2 separate regions of the Sus scrofa genome follow, and region 2 is linked to region 1. The links are chromatin contacts, called in public Hi-C maps. All regions are on one chromosome and are shown on one strand. Each heading gives the region's core, a stretch centred on a gene start, on an enhancer-like site or on the middle of the called end of the contact. The rest is flanking DNA. Distances are from core to core; before and after follow the strand shown.

Region 1 (5,493 bases), core at 2,240-4,739:
CCCATGCATGGCCACATTACATGGCTACCACGAACATGGACAGCCTGTCAGCAGCCTTGCTCGTCCCTTGGGACCTGAAGTCACAGCCACTTCCGCTCTGGCTGGACACATCCAGCTGAGCTCACAAGTTTTGTGTTCGCTGAGGAGCTTGTGTCAACCCCGTGAGGTCACCAGCCTGCCCAAAGGCAGCTCTCGCCCCGGCACTCGTTTATGAAGGAGCCGGCTGTGGGCACTGTGGCCAGCCCAGGGGGACAGACAGGCAGAATGTTGTGGCGAGACTTCATGCAGTGCGATGCAGCAATGAGAAGTCCCTGACCAGACACACAATGGGATGGATGGTTCTTAAAACCACAGTGCCGAATAAAAAGTCAGAAGCAGAATGAGACAGCGAAAACCCAAACTCATTTACATACATTAAATCAACAGGCCTTCCAAGCAATTCACCAGCAATGCACCTTATACAAGAATACATACACACAGAACAAAAGACGTCGAGCATATTAGAATACGTGGCTTAGAGATGGGGAAACAGGACTACATAAGGAAAATAGAGAGGGGATTTGTAGGGACCAATGATGACAACGTGTCATGAACTGGAGAGTGTGATTAACATAATCCTCTCCACTAGAAGTCAAAAAAAAAAAAAAAAATCAAAAGGAAGGACACAGAAATCTTGGATTTGGCCCAGGCGAAGATTCCCAACTTCAGCTGCCACCTCTCACTCACCTCAAACAGGAGGGACTGGCTCCTCACACAGTGCTACCTCCTCATCTTGGACGCTGCTGCTCTCCGCATGGCAAGGTCCGCCCCACCCTTTGGCGCCTGCCCCCACATCCACACGCCTCCTCCAGAGATTCTCTGAGCAGCTCCGCCCTTCCTCTGCACCACACGGCAGGCCTGATCCGCGTACCTGGGACCATGTCCTTATCAGTAGGCAGAAGTGGTTCCAATAGAGCTCTTTTCAGCTGGGGTAGGGGATGGCGGTGGGCGTGGGGTGCAGCCATGGCATGCTCTGCCTTTGCCTTCTACATGCCTGGATTGCAAGCCATGCTTTCAAAGACTCCCTGGAAAGAATCTACTGGGGAGGAGCCCTTTCTCTCCAGAGAGCTGCAACGCTTTTCCAGGAAACTCATCACAAAGAAGAGGCACACACATGTTTGGTGAATGGCTAAGTAACAAAATTACTTCCACAAGCCCTTGTATACAGTTAAGCCCTAGGCCCTCCTCCCATGTTCAAGACATCTCTCTGGGGTCTCTTTTCCTTCCTCCTGCATGCCCATCTTACTTCTCCCCTTTAAAACTACCTCCATCCCTCTAGCATTGCCACAAGCTGCAGTATAGATTGAGGATGTGGCTCAGATCAGGCGTGGCTGTGGCGTAGAGCAGCAGCTGCAGCTCCTATTTGACCCCTAGCTTGGGAACTTCTATATGCCACAGGTGCAGCCCTAAAAAAGGAAAAAAGAAAGAAAAAACTACCTCCATCCCCTTATCCTCTGGGCCTCCTCTAAAATCAAGCCTGACCGTAAAAGCCCCTTTATTCCTGATATTGACACCAGGCACTCAATCAGAACCCACCAAGGTCCTACAGATATAAAGATGCTGGATTGGAAATGTAGTGAAATCTCCTTTCCCGGCTTCAGCATGTGTGCAGTCAATAAACAAACATTTTAAAACACGGGTTATATGTTCGGGGCTGGTTTTAGCCCTGAGGATTGACAAAGATTCCCTTCTTGACTTCTTTGCTTGTCTCCGCATTGTCCAATTTTGGCAAGAATCCTACTGGGTCAGTTTAGCCAGAATCCCTCCTCTTCCATATCTTATCATTCCTGACGTCTAGTCAGGGTCCTCACTGTGATATTGTGATTTACAACAGGAAATATGCATTTGCTCTTGCTCCCCATTTCTGACACAGGGCACCCCAAATCCTTGAAATGTCCTAAGTGATAAGAGGTGTCTGAATGCTCATAACAAACCGCTTTCAACTGCATTTGAGTTGATGTTAATGAGGTGACTTTTGGAGTCACCTAAGGATGGAGGCTGATTGCCAGGGGAACCGACTCTGGGATTGAAGGCATTGGAGCATCCAGGGGAGGGAAGAGGGGCTAGAGGTTGAATCAATCACCAATAGCCAAAGATTTAATCAATCTTGCCTCTGTAGTGAAGCCTCCATAAAGACCCAAAAGGACAGGATTCCAAGAGCTTCTAAAGCACGTGGAGGTGCTGGGAGGGTGGTGCCTGGAGAGGGCATGGAAGCTCTGCTATCTTTCCCTGGGCCTTGTCCTGTGCTTCTCTTCCACCTGGCTGTCACTGAGACACACCCTTTTACAGTAAACCAGAATGTACTAAATAAGATCTTTCTCTGAGTTCTGGGAGCTACTCTAGCAAAGGAAGGGAGTGGGAACCTCTGATTGATTGCCAGTCAGTCGGAAGCACGGGTGATGCCCTGGACTTGTGTTTGGCACCTGAGTCAAGGCAGTCTTGTGGGACTGAGCCCTTCGCCTGGGAACCTGATGCCATCTCGAGGTAGATGGTGTCAGAACGGAGTCCAACCGTAGGACACCCAGCTGGTGGGAGAATTGCTTGGTGGTGGGAGTGCCACACACTGGAGCCGGTGATCAGAATTAGACTCACCCTCCACCGCCCCCCCACCCCACCCCTGCTGATATCTGATCACCCTGGTCTCCTTCAGCAAGAATTCCATTGAGGCAGCTCAACCCCCCTTTTGCCCAATGTTTCCTCTTAGTAATTTTCCATCCGTAGATCCCACCCTGCTCCCTGGCTGTAAACCCCCTTGTGCTCTTGCTGTATTTGGAGTTGAACTCAATTTTCCTGCCCCACTGCAATGGGACTTCCACCTACCATGTTGGTCTCTCTGAATAAAGTCTGCTTTCTCGTTCTTGAAAAGAGGTCACTGGATCATTTTTTTTCTTGAACAGGATAAGCTGGTTAGTAAAAGCGAGCAGGGCCTGCCCTCAAGGGGCAGATTGATAATGTACTATTTCCCACCCGAGAAGGCCGCCTCTATCTACTCTCAAAAGATGAGCTGTGAATTTCGGCAAATTGCGTTTCCATTCTCCTGGGGCCTGTGCAGTGCTGGCAGCGGAGGGGAGTGGCTGGCTGGATACCAGCTGCCTAGTGAGGCCCTGCCAGGATGGGTACAGAAGGGCCAGCGTTTCTATTCCCAGAGCCTGGCTCCCAACCAGGATGGCATCTGCTCAGAGCTTGGAGCCCAGTACCCGCTAATTGTCTTGTGGCCCTGCGGCGATTTCAACCTATCAATTGAATCTTTCTTAAAAAGCTACTCTTGTGTGTATTGGTTTTCTGCCCTGAATGGAGCCACTAGAATTTTCCTTCAGGATGGAAGAGCTCAGAGAACCAGATCTGGATGTCTCTCTTGTGCCAGGACCTAAGTGAGAGGGGCTGGTGACACACTGAGGAAAAGCAGGCCCAGTGCCCACCCCCTTCCACTCACCACCCAGCTGCTTTTCTGAATGACGCCAGCCCCTCTGAGCCCTTGGAAAGATGCTTGGCCCCTCACCCCAGTCAGATGTCACTACCTTGCTATGTGGCCACAGCCAAATCCCTTCCCTCTCTAGGCTGATAGTCTCTCTGTGTCTCTAACAAGTGAAATCATAGATGCAAAGGACTTTTTTTTTTTTTTTTTTGTCTTTTTAGGGCTGCATCTGCAGTATATGGAAGTTCCCAGGCTAGGGGTCAAATTGGAGCTAATGCTGCCAACCTACACCACAGCCACAGCAACACAGGATCCAAGCCACATCTGCAACTCACACCACAACTCATGGCAACAATGGATCCTTAACCCACATCCTTATGGATACTAACTAGTCTGTTCATTTCCCCTGTACCACAATGGGAACTCCTGAAGGAACTTTTTAGGTTTTGTAAAAATATAAGGCCCTGTAGGGACTCTTTGTACTTCCCAATTTTGCTATGAACCTAAAACATATCTAAAAAGTACAGTCTATTAAAAAACAAACAAGCAAACAAAAATTTTAGGCCCTGTTGTGAACCCCAGGCAGGGAGTAAAGCCCTAAGTCCTAGTAAAAGCTCTGTACCTTTCTGTGTGGCTTTGGGAAGTATGGAAACCTCTCTGAGCCGTGTTCCCCTGGTCTACCCACTGTGGCTACTATGAAAATCAAATAAACTCACCGGTTTTTAAATACTGCGTTAATTATAAAATCTTGTTCCTCTGTGAGCGCTTCTTGTGAATATTTGTCACTTACTGAAGAGTGGCCAGGGTCAAGGGTGAGAAGACACTGGGCAGGCCAGGCTAGCTGGCGCTGGCTGCTCCCCGAAGCCCCTTTTCCTCCTAGAGCCAAAGAGGCAGGTAAACCCGTGAGATGCTTTGGCAAGTCTAATTGTTCAGACCCTAAAAATGAGGCCGGGGGCCAAGCAGGAAAAGTTCTCCAGACAGAAATGAGAATGAAGGAATGAACTTTGATAAAGCATCTTCTGAGGGCCAAGCAGAGACAACGGAGACTCAGTCCTTGCTTTCCATGAGCCCAGAGTTTGGGGCAGGGCAGGGCGCTGCTGGTGGTCAGAAGAGGGCTAAAGACCTTTCAGGTTCAGAATTTGGGAAATAAGGAAATATCAGAGAGGCTTTAGAAAGAGGTGATACTTGAGTTCCAGGCAGATAGTAAATGCTCAATAACTACTAGTTTCCATATTGTTCAAGAAAGCACATAATAGCAGTTCCCATCGTGGTGCAGCGGAAAAGAATCTGACTAGGAACCATGAGGTTTCAGGTTCAACCCTTGGCCTCACTCAGTGGGTTAAGGATCCGGTGTTGCCCTGAGCTGTGATGTAGGTTGCAGACAAGGCTCAGATCTGGCATTGCTGTGGCTCTGGCTTAGGCGGCAGCTACAGCTCCAATTAGCCTGGGAACCTCCACATGCCGTGGGTGTGGCCCTAAGACAAAAGACGAAGAATAAAAAATTTTAAAAAAAGAAAGCATATAATAAATGCCTTCTAATTGACTGATTAGAAAAATTACGTTAGGAGTTCCCATTGTGGCTCAATGGGTTAAGAACCCCACACAGTAGCCACGAGGATTCGGGTTCCATCCCTGGCCTCACTCAGTGGGTTAATGATCTGGCATTTCTGTGAGCTGTGGTGTAGGTCCCAGAAGTAGCTGAGATCCACAGTTGCTGGGCTGTGGTGCAGGCTGGCTGCTGCAGCTCCAATTCAACCCCTAGCCTGGGAACTTCCATATGCTGCAGGTGTGGCCCTTAAAAAAAAAAAAGAAGAAGAAGAAGAAGAAAGAAAAGAACAATCATGTTAAAATCTGAATGGATAAGCAAACATTTCCATTATAAGCAGGTCAAAGGTGAAAGTATTTCAGGGCTGAGGCGCTGTCCTCCTTAAACATAATGACAATAAGATGAACTGTGACCATTTTCTCAAACCGGTCTTGTCTTTGAGTCCTATTTACTTTGGGTGAAACAACCAATAACTGTGTATCCACCTGGGTTG
Region 2 (5,493 bases), core at 2,032-4,531, 200 kb before region 1:
TGTTTTTATAATGTAAATAGATTAAATAATTATACTGGGTCAAAATCATGTAAATCTTGACCTATTTTTAGAATCTTATCTTATGAGATTTCTTCCAAAATTTATTTTCCAAGAGATTGTATGGTATTCCTTAAAATGCTTATTACTTTTCTGATAAAAAGTAAGCCTGATTTGGTTGACAGATTTAACAGTAAGTACTGGATGACAAGTTGTATGAGAACTATTTTTCATAGGTTGGTGAATGAAATCTGCAGTATCTAGGTATTGTGAAAAGCGCCACCTCTGGCTTCTAGTTCCTCACCTCTGAGATGAATTGGGCGTGAGGAGGCCAAGATCTATGAGCTACAGATCTATGAGTTTTCCTCCACAGTGCCGACCTGTTGGGTTTCTGCGATGATCAGATTTGAAATTGAGACCCAGGCAAAGGTGAGTCAAGCCATGAAGAGGATTCATAGCAGAGAAGGAATGACAGTTTCTGCTTCTTGAGCCCCTGAAGACCTACTCTTTTCTACTGACTCTGATGTTTTCTTTTTCTTCTCTCCTTTTTTAAAAACTTTCCTTAGAAGCAACATAGCAGACCTCTCACATCTTATTGATAAGAGTTAGGTCCCCTGCTTCTCCATCATTTATTTGTTTGGGGGTGGACATGTGATCTACTTCTGGCTAATCCCTGTGTCACACAGAAGTTCCTAGGCTAGGGGCTGAACTGGAGCTGCAGCTGCCAACCTAGACCACAGCCATGGCACCACCAGATCTGAGCTGCCTCTGTGACCTACACCGCAGCTTGCCGCAACGCTGGATGCTTAACCCACTGAGTGAGGCCAGGGATGGAACCCACATCCTCATGGACACTATGCTGGGTTTTTAACCTGTTGAGCCATAACGGGAACTCCCTGAATCTTATGTTTAATCAGCAGGGTGATTGCAGATGCAAGGCTGACTTGGCAAACCCAGGAGCTGCCGTTTCTGCGATACCGGCTCGTAGGGCTCTCAAATGACTTCCCGGCCCAGCAAGTCCCAGACTCAGCACTCCTGGCAACTCTGTACCCCGCAGTGGGCACTGTACCCCCTGTTGCCTGGGGGTGGGAGTGGGGCACTGACTGAGGGGCCTGCCAGGTCATAGCAGTGCCTAAGGATGAGGGAGGGAGTTGGAGACAGTGACTGGAGGAAGCAGGCAGGGCAGGAGGTATGCCTTTTCCTGCTGTGTGTCACTTGGGGAAGCAAAACCCCAGAGAAGCTAAATGACTCATCCCCATCATGCAGCTGGTTTTGGGCCAGACCTAGAGTGCTGGCTTTGATTGCTGGCCTGGGATTTTTTCCATCATCCCACTGCCTGCCGGGTATGGACCGGGTTGGTAAATCAGTGCCATTTAACTGTGTTTCTGTTTTGAGTTTCTTGAGCAGAGAAGAAATTAGCAAATCAGCGCAAAGAAGCTCCTGCTCTTGGAAACCCCATACAAATGATCACAGCTGGAGAGGATGGCCCTGCAAGCCTGACCCCAGGGCCCTCAGCTGCCCTGTCCCTCCTCCAAGGACCTTGCAGGATACCCTGTCAGATTGACATTGAGGGGTGGCGGCTGCAAGGCCCTTGAATTCTGTGAGGTTTCTGTTCCATCAGACTCCTGACATTCTGAGAGGAGACCTGGGCTCTGTTTCTGACCTGGAGGGTCACCAGCTGCATGATCCAGAGAGGAGCCTCGTTTCCTTATCAGGGGCCGGGAGTGGGGGTGGGTGGACTCAGAGGTCTCTAAGGCCCCTGTGACCCTGGTCCTGTAGGAAGGGGAAAGGTCTTCTGGAATAGAATTGTTTTTATCTCAGCAAGCGCTGAAGTCCGACATTTCCAAATGAAGCCTGATGAGAGAAAGAAGGAATACTAATACAATCCTATGATTACATAACATGTATTATCTATATATTTTCCCACATACACAGGAGGGAGAAAAACCATTATACTCAGGACCCTGGGGGGTGGAAATTGGGCTGTATTCTTGATTCTTCTGCTACTTGGTTTCCTCTTAGATTTTGCTTCTTCAACTTGGTCCCGCTCAGCTACGGTCGATTGAACAACTAGGCACTTTCATAAACAGGAGCTCCATCAGCTCCTTTTATGCTCTGGTTAGTTTTTCTCTCTAGAGCTTCTTTGCGTCTGTCCAGAGGAACCTGTGAGCTGTCTTCCCATGTCTGTGGTGGGGTGGAGACGTTGCAGGGGGGTTGCCGGACCTGGTAGGGAATTTGACTACATGAGGTCCTGACTCACCTTGATGCCAGACAACTCAGTTCTGAGGAGTTTCGCCTCAGCCATATTAGTCAGGGCTCTTGCAGGTAAACGTGACAGAAACCCAGCTCACACTCGCTTACACACAAAGGAAAACCGTGGGCTCAGGAAACTGGGCAAGATGAGTGGAGTGGACAAGGGGCACCTCTGGATTGAGGACTCAGCGATGTGGTCAGGTCTCTCACCAACACTCAATCACTTTTCTCTCTTTGTGAGTTGTCTTCATTTTTTTTTTTTTTCTACCACAAATAGAAATATTTGGCATGGGGTGGAGGGTGGGGGAAAGAGGAGAGGCAAGGCTGCAGACAAGCCAATTGAATCTACTTCAGTTAGTGGCCCTAGAGGAGAGAGACCTTGCTGTCTACAAGTCCCAGGGGAAGGTTCTCATCAGCTGTCTTAGGCCACATGCCCATATCTGGGACCAACACCATATCCAGGCCAGGTTAGGGCAACAGGGTACTGCCATTGGCAGTCAAATAGAATTCTATAGAAACAGGTCAGGTGGGAAGAGCGGTTAGTAAATGAGGGGGCAATGTTATCAGATGGGGGGGATCAGATACTGTGAGAGATCAAAGCAATAGGAAGCCATTAAAGATATGGTAACAGTCAGTGTCCAGTAACCAGAATAGAGAAAATGTAATAGAAAGAACCAGTTATTAACTAGATAACCCAAGGGTAAAAGGAGACCTCTAAGGTGGGACAGAGGTACAAACTTTAGGAAGCAGCCACTTTCCCCTGGCTGAGGGAGCAAAGGGAACATTTAGAAGCACAGGGAGGAGCCCTGCAGAGCTGGAACTCAGTCTTGGGAGGAGGGAGGGGCCTGTGCCTGGGCCCAGACTCCCAGCAGGGGCGCCAGCTGGCTGTGGACAGTGTCCTTGGGGGGCAGGGTGGGGTGAAACAGGTTCTACAGGAGCTGGAAAAGCTGCAAACTGGAGTCAGCTGCTGCTCCAGTTTGGCCCGGTCTTGGGCCAAGGGAAAAATTGTGCTGGGATGGTGCTCACAGAGACAGGAAGCCCACAGGAAGCAGACGGGGAACAAACAGGAAAGAGCGAGCAGGCTCTCCCGCCTCCAGCCTGTAGACTCCCTCTTGCGCCCCCTATCAGCAGAGCTAACAGCGCCAGCCTGCAAAGCCAAGGGTGAGTATGGAATCCCAGCTCCAGCCCAGCACAGACACAGTGACTTGGTAATTGACCCTGATGTCTTACTGCAGGGGTTCTGGTTGGTGTGGCCTTCAGAGCAGCAGTCTGTCTCCCTCAGGAGGCTGTGGACTTCTGGAGGTCAGGGGCATGACTGATCTATCTGTGTCCTTCTCAGGGTCTGGTACCCTGCCTGGGGGGATCCTGCCCTACTGTGTTCATAATGCTGAAATGTACCGCAGGAGGTCAAGGGGCCAGTGGGTCCTGGGGCAGCTCCAGCCCTGCCTGTCCAGCCTTTACAGTTCCTGTCTGTCTTCCCTCGGACTGTGATTCTAGGCTCTCCCTGGAGTCCTGTGAAGCAGGGATGGGGCATTGAACACTGACTGTGAACACCCCGGGGCAGGCTCTGTGCAGCCTGGTTGGTATGCCCACAACCCTCTTCTCATCCTCACTCACTTTCTGATGAGGTCCCAGCTCCACTTCTAACAAGGTTTGTGGCTTTGGGCAAGTTATTGGACCATCCTGAGCCCCAGTTTCCCCAGAAAGCCCCCTTCAGTCCTTTAATCTCTTCACTAAGAGACAAGCTTGGTCCTCTCCATCCCATGTCCAGCTTCCTTCCTCCAATCCCCCTTCCCCATCATCCTGCTTCTTAAAGGACTGACAATTTCACATCGTATTTAGGCTTTGAAAAGCAGTCAAGACTAGCAAGACAGAGATCTGTGTAGCTCAGAGGAAAGTAAACATTCAGGACAACTGGGACTTGCTGAGCAGGGCTGTGGGACAGCTGCAGGATGAAGCAAGCCCCTGTGGTGTGGCGTGGGGAGCAAAGGAGGAGAGAAGGCAGGAGGGAAAGGGGCTCTGCGTCTACCCTAAGGAAGCAGGAGAATAGGGGGCTCCCAGTGAATTCCAGATCCCTTGAGTGTTTGAGCCCGACCTCTCAGGTGAAGGCCTGAGCCTCCCAGCCTCCAGCTGCTTCCACAGGGGCAACAGTCCCCATGGGGGTAAAGGGCCCATAAAGACTTGGTGTGGCCATGTAGGCAATGGGATTAGGCCAGTGACCGATACAGAGAAAACACGCCAATGACAAAGGGTAGCTCTAGCTGCATTAGAGCCCTGACCACATTCTGGCCTGTGTTAAAGGTTTCTGTGTGTAAGCTTCTCTTTCTCACTAACCTCAAGTTCTTTAAGGTAGAGGCTGTGTCCAATTTTTCTCTGGTGATGTTCTGCCCAAAGAATATGGGGAAGAGGGGTATATCTGGAGACCAAGGTCAAGGCTGGGTGAGGATTAGGAGGGCCTCCTGTGGCAGCGTGGCCCTAGATCACGGCTGTGAGCTGAGGCAGAGGCGTGAGTGGTGGAAGATGGGACATTTCCCAGTGAGGGGCCCTGGCAGGCAGGCAGACAGGATCAAAGCACAGCACCCTCTTTCCCAGCCAGAAGAGAGTTCACCAAAGACCCTGGCACTCCAAGGGGAGGCTAATTGGGTCCTGAGGGCTGACAAGGGTTCCAGGACCCTCTTGGCATCCTTCCGGCCAAAGAGCACCTGCTTCCTTAGGAATTTAATTTCCCTTTATTGAATGCAGCTCTCAGATGAGGCATAGTTTGGGCCATTTCTTTTCATTCTTTTCTTTTTTTTGAAATGAGCCACTCTTGTGAGAAGATTCCAGCACCTGGCACCTTTGAAATACTGGGGTGGGATGGGAATTGACATTTTCCAGAGCAGGTCCTCAGCACAGTTATCACCTGTCTCCCTCCATCTGCTCAGCTGCTCATCTATCTGCCCTGCTCAGCGCTGGCAGAAAGGTTTGCTTACCAGCCAGTCCTGGACAGTCTTTCCTTGGTGGGGGGCTGGTGGGTGGAGAGATGTCTGGTTCCAGACTGCTGACACTTTTTCCTGTGGCCCAGACACACAGCAGGAGGTGGACATACCATCTTTTCCTTCCACCTGAACTTGAAAAATGACTCAGGAGTTGGCCTGTGTTTGCGTCTGAATCCTGGCTCTGTGGCACCCTGGGCAAGTCAGTTCACCTCTCCATTCCTCAGTTTTCTCTTCTGTAAATTAACTACCCCAGAGAGTTATTGTG

Evidence for each region. A called contact is a pair of places that touch in the nucleus more often than the background predicts.
Region 2: a contact with region 1 is called in a Hi-C map of heart right ventricle, with 3 times the contacts expected there. The contact joins two enhancer-like sites. A contact is called at or near these places in 1 of 47 Hi-C or Micro-C datasets (heart right ventricle) and 2 of 2 datasets of contacts at active chromatin or transcription factors (alveolar macrophages and skeletal muscle).

What each region holds. Positions count from the first base shown.
Region 1 is chr13:131,709,432-131,714,924 of Sscrofa11.1, reverse strand. No RefSeq gene overlaps it. Among named protein-coding and RNA genes, the nearest start is that of FAM43A, 50 kb to the right of the region's middle. Within about 2 kb of position 3,489, at least 10 of the 83 cell types and tissues checked have an H3K27ac peak or open chromatin away from gene starts, as enhancers often do. A contact at or near this core is called in skeletal muscle, where this site is marked.
Region 2 is chr13:131,908,614-131,914,106 of Sscrofa11.1, reverse strand. No RefSeq gene overlaps it. Among named protein-coding and RNA genes, the nearest start is that of FAM43A, 250 kb to the right of the region's middle. Within about 2 kb of position 3,281, at least 16 of the 83 cell types and tissues checked have an H3K27ac peak or open chromatin away from gene starts, as enhancers often do. A contact at or near this core is called in skeletal muscle, where this site is marked.